Linked DNA regions of Danio rerio: region 1 is linked to region 2. Evidence: chromatin contacts called from public HiChIP or PLAC-seq data. All regions are on one chromosome and are shown on one strand. The core of a region is the stretch at or near the end of the contact, and the rest is flanking DNA. Distances in the headings are between cores, read along the strand shown. Region 1 holds the start of zdhhc20b (zDHHC palmitoyltransferase 20b). Region 2 holds the start of mtfr1 (mitochondrial fission regulator 1).

Region 1 (4,614 bases), core at 1,710-4,209, 280 kb after region 2:
GTAACTGTACATTTATAAAAAATGCATATTAACATCTGTATTATACACATGAGAGTATATATTGTTCAATTAATAATAATAATAAATAATCAATATTAAGAAAATAATGAATGAACAACATAATAATAATAATAATAATGTGACTGTACATTTATGGATCCATATAAACATCTGTTTTATATACATGACAGTATATAATAATAAATAAACCATAATACTGATATTAATAGAATATCAATAATAAATGGACAATAATAAATGGACAATAATAATAATAAAGTGACTGTACATTTATAAATGCATATTAACATCTGTATTTTATACGTGCAAGTATATATTGATAAATGAACAATAATAATAGTAATAATAAAAATTGTATAATAAAGTACATAATGAATTAATGAATAACAATATTATTAATAATAATATGACTGTACATTTAAACATCTGTATTATATACATGCGAGTATATATTGATAAATGAACAATAATAATAAAATATATATAATAGTTAAAATAGTTAAAATATTTATAAAAAGTAAATAATGAAAGAATATTAATAATAATATGACTGTACATTTACGAATGCACATAAACATCTGTATTATATACATGATAGTATATAATAATTAATTAGCAATAATAATTATAATATTAGAATATTAATAATAAAGTAAATAATAAATATACAAACATTATAATTATAATAATAATTTTATTTTATATTATATTATATTTAATATAATAATATAATAATTTTAATATAATATTTTTTTTCATTTATCAATGCATATTATTTTTCTGTAACTCTTGAAAGCAATTTTTCATATTAATGCTCTGAATAAAAGTTGTTGTGTGAACTTGACAAAGAACTTTTGCTGATTTTGACTGATCTGTTAGTCATTGGGATTTTCAGTCTACACTTAACCCAGAGTTATAGTTATTCTAAACGTCACCTTTAACCTGGGATGCAATAATATGGCTGTTTTTTTTTTTCATTTGAAAGCAATAATATATTGTTTATGATTCTAAAACTGATTCTGATATGATATGTAAACCGATAAATACAATGTTATTTTATCTGACTCTGATTACCCTGGGAAAATGCAAACAAATATATTGGCAAATTTCTTCGTTTAAAAACCGTAAGCACAGAAATCAAAGACAAATTAAGATCTTGCTTTTAACAAAATACTTCATAAACAGCAACTTTGAAGGCCTCTGTTTTTCCTAAGGTAAAAAAACCTCTCATTGCTGACTTTATCTTCTTACCAGGCAGATAACATTAAACACAACTGTATTATTGACCGATTTCAATAAAGTAATCGATATATTGTACATCGCTACATTTAACCACTATATTATCCACTTGTAATTTAGAAATGGAGTTAGCAGTGCTTTTTACCTGGGATTAAACTGTATAATTCTTCTCCGCTTTTGTGTCGGTAATCCCACATTGTGGTGTTAAACATTTGCAGTACATTTACTTTCAGATGATTAGCATCCGACGGCCAATCGCATGCCAAAGGACGTTAAGAAAATCTTCTCTTTACATTAAATGATTAATAATTTAATAAACGACTCAGAAAAATTTTACCATGTAAAATGTTAAATATTTGTAAACTATCAGAAACAGCTAATTAACTAATTTGCCTCATTCAACTAATCGACACTTTTTATTCTAGTAATTATTCACTTTTTAAGTAAATTTTCTTTTACTTTTTTTTTCTTTTTCTGTATATTTAATTAATTTAATGATGTTAATATATTACTTTATACATATCTAAAATGCTTTGGCAGTACTGTAAAAGTCAAGCCAATAAAGCAACTTTAGAGAGAGAGAAAGAGAGCAGCCTTTAGCTGTCAGTGGGTGCACATGGCTCCTAAATAGCATAAAAATAAAAGAAATAGTGGATTTCTATAATTTCAACAGGCTTTTTAAAATAATTTTTCGTTTCGTTTGTCACATGTAATTAACCATTTATGCGCTGTGGGTAAAAGGTGTGTTTCAATCTGTCTACCACCACAAGTACATTTCAATCCTGTAGGAAGCACTGCCTTAAAAGTAATGCAGTTTATTAATGAGAAATGAACTAAAGTTTAAGTTGTGTACTTCATATCTGCAGAGTATACATCATGCCAAAAAGGATTACTCACTTTTTTCACCAGTGCTGGAAATAGTAACTGAAAGAGAATGAGGAAACGTCACTTTGCTTCAATCAAATATTAACTTGAAACATATCTATCTATCTATCTATCTATCTATCTATCTATCTATCTATCTATCTATCTATCACACATTTTGGAATTATGATACATTTTAAAAACAGCAATTATTTCCTGTAAGTAGTTGACATGTCAAGAAATATTTACTTAAAGGGCGTCTTCCTGTAACACTCTAACAAACTTTCATATAAGATAAAACTAGATAGGTAACTTGCAAATGGATATGAACTTCTATAAATCAAATTAAACTGTTAAGTAAACCGATAACATATTATCTCGGGATCCACCAGTAGAAACACTCCCTAATATCGGCCATGATACACCGCTTCAAAACCACATCACGACCATAATCCGTGTTGTTTTGCCTCAATCAATACGCTAATTAGCCTGTTCATGTAAACAAATCATTCATAGAGGTCTCAGTTCAGTGACTTCCGGTAGGCGCGTGACCGTCAGATATGAATAATACAGCGAACTCACGTAGACACAACTCCACCACGTATGCATAATACGACCAGCACACCACTAAAGCAATAAATATCACCGGTATCCACGCCAGACCCCTCTGGCAGCATCTCAATACATGTGTAGGCGCCATCTTTCTTCTTCCTTGACTACAAAAGACGGGAAGGGAGGGATGTGATCCGCTCATCCGTTCCCCACCAGCCCCGCCGGTAAAACTCCGCCTTTGCATCGCCTCTGTTGCGCACTACTACGGCGAAGGCCTTACTGATGAATATTCATGACGCTGAAAGAGATTCGCGCAGTTGATTGGTCGAGAAGCAGACGTTGCTAAGGGTGCGCCGGTGTACTGGCGAATGAAGAGTTCCAGCGAAGACTGAATTAATTCAGCGAAGACTTTTATCATAGTACGATTCGAAGTATTTAGGAAGTGATTTGTTTTTTAATGACTTGCAGCACTGTGATCTTTTGACCGTGAGCAGCTCATGAATATATATATATATATATATATATATATATATATATATATATATATATATATATATATATATATATATATATATATATAGTATTTACAGTATCATGGACAGTTTAAATATTATAATTATTATAGTAACATACATTAATACTTTAAAAATATCGAAGTGATATTTAATTACCACTTGTATTTGGGAACATTTTCTTTAAATAACAATGTAATTTTTATTTTCCATCCTTTTAACTAATGCGCATATGGCTGTGTAAAACAGAACATTTAAATTGCCTTCATTTATTTATATTCCTTTGGCTTAGTCCCTTTATTCATCAGGGGTCTCCACAGCGGAATGAACCGCCAACTTATCCAGCATATGTTTTATGCAGCAGATGCCCTTCCAGCTGCAACCCATCACTTGGAAACACTCATACACTCTCATTCTCTCCAGGGGCGGACCTAACCAATAGCGAGTTAAGCAAACACTTAGGGCCCTGGGAAAATAGGGGGCCCCGATCAATGCCAAGAAGCCTATATTAATCATAAAGATATTTTATATTTTTTCTATCATATGTTGTAAAATCTGTCTATAACTATTAAGATTTTAACATTATTCTTTTCTAAACCAGGGGGCCCCATGAATAGTGGAACACTCCTTCCTCACTGCACATGCAAATATTAACATTTAATCACAAGTATGCATGGCTAATTAACTTTACATAGTTTGTGAGCGTACTTTTTATTTACAAATATATAGTATTTCATTTTTAATTCTGAAGGTCTCACTTAAAATACATTTTTAACATGCAGTTTATTAAAAAAAAAAAAAAACTGAATCTAGAGAGAAAACAAATATCTATAGAGAAAGAGTGTTTTGAGTTTTAATGCTAGGGCCTCATACCTGGAAATGCTTACAGCCTCCCAAATCACTAAGTCAACCCCTGATTCACATACACTACGGACAATTGGGGGAGACATGAGCACATGGAGAAAAGCCACAAGAACACAGGGAGAACATGCAAGCTCTACACAGATATGACCCAGCCGGGACTCAAACCAGCGACCTTCTTGCTGTGAGGTGACAGCGCTATACCTACTGCACCACCCCACTTTTTTATTACATTTATTTTTCAAAATGTAAGAGTTTTTAGACATGTTTACATACATTTTAAATAACACAATAACACAATATCAATGTTTTTAATTCAGATGAATTAGAAAATATTAGATTTTATCCCTCATTATTAATCTCAACAAATAAAAACATTTGTTATTGTATTGGACTGATTTTTCTGATGGACATCCGCTCCAAGAACAGTAACACATACCCTTTCTTATGTCTTTATGCTTATTATTAGAGTTGAATGTTTAAGAGCCTAGATTATATGCTGACCTTAGTGTCATCTCATTACAGAGTAAGGCTGGAATAATGTGTGTGATTGCTTTTTCTGTGT
Region 2 (4,325 bases), core at 614-3,113:
AACTTGTGGGGGAAACCCACGCAAACACAGGGAGAACATGCAAACTCCACACAGAAATGCCAACTGACTCAGCCGAGACTCGAACCAGCTACCTTCTTGCTGTGAGGGGAACATGCTACCCACTGCACCACCGCGACAACTGCCTGTCATTTCATTTTGTCATTAAATTTAATGACATAACATTTTGTTTATTCATTCATTCATTCATTTTCTTGTTGGCTAGTCCCTTTATTAATCCGGGGTCGCCACAGCGAAATGAACCGCCAACTTATCCAGCACGTTTTTACGTAGCGGATGCCCTTCCAGCCACAACCCATCTCTGGGAAACATCCACACATACACATACACGCACATACACTACGGACAATTTAGCCTACCCAATTCACCTGTACCGCATGTCTTTGGACTGTGGGGGAAACCGAAGCACCCGGAGGAAACCCACGCGAACGTAGGGAGAACATGTAAACTCCACACAAAAACACCAACTGAGCCGAGGTTCAAACCAGTGACCCAGTGGCCTTCTTGCTGTGAGGCGACAGCACTACCTACTGCACTACTGCTTCGCCCAACATTTTGTTTAGTTATCTAATTCTGGTTAATCAAGTTTTAGCAAATTACAACTAATAGTTTTCTAAATAAATGCCTGCTTTTATTTGTATTATATAAAATAAATAAATGTTACAAATGAACAAATCTTTAACAAATCTTAAAGTTTCTTTTTATGGTTATTGTGCTCTCAGGTGTACTAGTTTATTTATTATAATTTATATAATATTACACTTATTTAATTTCAGATTTGGTGTGTGTGTGTGTGTGTGTGTGTGTGTGTGTGTGTGTGTGTGTGTGTGTGTGTGTGTGTGTGTGTGTGTATTTATCTGCATATAGTCTTATTTAATGCATTTTACGTGTCATTTCCATTTAATATTTTTTGTATTGTAGGAGTAACAAATCAAAAGCATCTGACAAGAAAGCAAGTGGGCGACGCAGTGGCACAGTAGGTAGTGCTGTCGCCTCACAGCAAGAAGCTTGCTGGTTCGAGTCTCGGCTGGGTCAGTTGACGTTTCTGTGTGGAGTTTGTATGTTCTCCCCGCGTTCTCGTGGGTTTCCTCCGGGTGCTCTGGTTTCCTTCACAGTCCAAAGACAGGTGCATTGGGTAGGCTAAATTGTCTGTACTGTATGAGTGTGAATGAGTGTCTAATGTTTCCCAGAGATGAATAAATGATACATATGCTGTGGCCACCACGGATTAATAAAGGGACTAAGCCATAAAGAAAATAAATGAATAAATGAATGAAGCAAACAAGTAAAAAAAAAAAAATACTATATATGTGTGTGTTTATTGGACATTAGTAAAACGCATTTGCTTTATATTATAAAACGAAGGCAATTTAAGTAGACAGAACAAAAAGGCAGGTGTTTTCTCTTTAAACTGAAGACAAACAATTATAAAAATTCCAGTTATTGAGCGAAACGACGCTGACATCTGAACAAACAGGCGAAAAACATTCTCCCAGATAAACCACTTATATTCACACAATTCATACACAACAACAAACGATACATCATCACATCAATAAAGTACATGTGTGATACTTTTTAAAACATAATATTTTATAAAGTTATTCAAAGACAAATCCACACATGAATGAATTCAGTCAGTTACATCTACGCATGCCTAGTATATGTGAGTCATACTATGCTCTGATTGGCCAGCTGAGTTGCCTATCCACCATACTTAACCAGTGATTTTCTCGATAATTCTAGGACCCACCCATTTATAGAAAACCCTCAGATTTCATTGGCCAATTCTAAAAATCCAGCCCTCTTTTCCAAGCGACTGCTCCCGAACTGTGGAAAAACACACGGAATACCGCTGGTCTGGATGGCATTAGCATAGCACAGCAAGGACTAATAGAAACTTGTGTTACGCTACAGTTTACACGGTAAGACATTGATTTGCCCTATTATATTATAACCAACCAAAAGGGCATTTATTGCAACACTGAAACGATGACGCCTAGGCCTTATGCATTGTAAATTAAGTTTGTAGAAAGTTAGTCGTTCTTTGTTTGTCTGACATTCATGTTCTTCAGTGAGAAACAACTAGAAAAATGTGTAGTACCTCAGTGTTTTCTGGCAGATTTCAGTGTCAACAATATCACTATAAACAATGGATGTTTGTCACAAAGTTACTGTTTAGGAAACTGGGAATGGAGTTATGTGAAAAAATGTGAGATTGACTAATAATCATACGATTTTATGTTAAAAACCACTTTACATGATAGTATTAGTTAAAAATAAAATGTGAAGTTATATAATATCATCAAGATTGGGTTCTAACACAGTTATTTATTTATTTATTTTTTTAGGTTTTGATCTGAAGATGATTATTTATGACAAGCCATATCTATGACTGAAGATACTTCAATCTCAGGATGAGCAGAAACCATAGACGGATTGAAATGGACCTGGTAAATTCATACACATACTTATTTCAGAATATTCAATTCTTTGATGAAATGTATGATCATATTTGTGTCACTCTTAGGCTGTAGGTTCACCATCAAAGGATTATGGGTCATCCAGAAGTATTGTCAGAAGAATTGCCACAAATCTTCCACTGGCGCCTTGTCCTCGTGTACATTTTCAGGTAATAGAAGCTAAATTATTTTATGATTTAAATATATAGATTACAACAGGCTATTAAACCATGTTTGTGCTCTAAACACTCATATATTTGTAATTATTTTGATAGCCTTAGGTGGTCTGTTCATTTTATTCCATTATTATAACCATATTCATTGCAATTTTATTTGTACCTAAAAACTTTTAACACCTTCCATCTCTCAAGGGGTAGTTCACCCAAAACCAAAATATTGTTCAAAGTGGCGTCTCGCAATTTAGTTCTTAAAGTGTTTCGGTGCCTTCATACCTTCCATTAACTTTCATTTCCAGTTCCACATATCCTCATTTCTGTCCTCTTCTATTTTGATTACATTAGTGTGCTGACCATAAACACTCATGAATCACGGGATGGGTTTCAGCTCATATCTAATCCAACCTTTTCCTTCAGTCTAACCTTTACAATGAAAGTATGATGTCTTTAAATCCACCTTGAAACTTTTATTTCTGTCTGTTTTCTCTTCTCTGCCCTTCCTTCCAGCTGTCCTGTATGTCAGGAATGCAGCATGTCTGCTTTAGGTCAGTTCTCCCGTTCATTTTTGAAAAATGTAGGCCAAAACTGCTTTAAAATAAAAGCTTACAGTCATTATTTTTAATAAATAAAGCTTGCCATTAATTATGTACAATTTATAAAGAGCTGATTGACATTGTAATGTTCTAAATGTTCATGTCATTAAACACTAGATGAACATTTAAACTGGTTTTCCTGGTGATATTTACGTTACAGTGGCTGTGAAAACATATGCTGCTTGCTCTGTTGTTGTAGTTGTTTAAATGCTTCCAGTGTTTGCGTGTGTGTTTGTCTTTAGACTTGTAAAGTGCCCTAAAGGCAGGTGTTGTAATTATTAACTGTCCTTTTAACTGTCTTCGGGTCGCGTAGCTTCATCCGTTCGCTTCAGGAGCGAGTTTCCTCAACAGCCCAAATGGGCCAAACGTGGCCACGCTCGCTGACGTTGCCTGGATCGACAGAGAAGAGAGCGATGGTCCTGGGAGAATCAGGTGAAAAACATTTCAAAGTTCTAAAACATAAATGTGGATGTGAAGTTGGTATCATGTTTGTATCTGTATGTTTTACAGGTGTGAGGCAGATTCAGGTTTGGTTTTTCGCACCCAGGAACGGCGGCCCCTGAGACGTCAGCGGTCATTACCCAGTCTTCACCAGGTTGAACCTGCGCAACAGAGCCAGACTGTTATCAATGATGAAGCTATTCAGAAGATCAGCGTTCTGGAGACGGAGCTGGCCAAACTAAGAGCGCAAATCGCACAGATTGTCCAGGCACAGGAGCAAAGTGCTCAGTCCACAGGTTAGCTGCCGTGTTACTTTACTATTGTTAATAAACTATTACAGCATTGATACATTTTTTATTTCTAGTTTTAGTGCTTTTAAAATTATTTCGATAATGATTTTCTAAAATTAACCGTTGTTTCTTTTGCTCTGTATATATGATACGTTAACGCTTAAGAAAACATACACTTCATAAAACATGGACTCATAGACATCGACTATATACTATATAACTGCAGGTTAACTATGTTTAAATATATATATATATATATATATATATATATATATATATATATATATATATATATATATATAAATAAACTGATAAAAGCTATTAGTTACTAGATAATTAGTTTTA

Evidence for each region. HiChIP or PLAC-seq counts read pairs in DNA pulled down with a chosen protein or histone mark.
Region 1: an H3K4me3 HiChIP or PLAC-seq map of embryo shows a contact between it and region 2, with 2.5 times the contacts expected there. The contact joins the promoter of zdhhc20b here to the promoter of mtfr1 in region 2. A contact is called at or near these places in 1 of 18 Hi-C or Micro-C datasets (an unstated tissue) and 1 of 4 datasets of contacts at active chromatin or transcription factors (embryo).

What each region holds. Positions count from the first base shown.
Region 1 is chr24:28,965,846-28,970,459 of GRCz12tu, forward strand. zdhhc20b (zDHHC palmitoyltransferase 20b) reads right to left here and starts at 2,960. Exons shown (of 14, transcript NM_001423810.1): 1 at 2,707-2,960; 2 at 2,158-2,184. The coding sequence starts at 2,920.
Region 2 is chr24:28,689,793-28,694,117 of GRCz12tu, forward strand. It overlaps mtfr1 (mitochondrial fission regulator 1), which reads left to right and starts at 1,864. Exons shown (of 8, transcript NM_001008578.1): 1 at 1,864-1,943; 2 at 2,370-2,471; 3 at 2,549-2,650; 4 at 3,563-3,681; 5 at 3,760-3,986. The coding sequence starts at 2,436.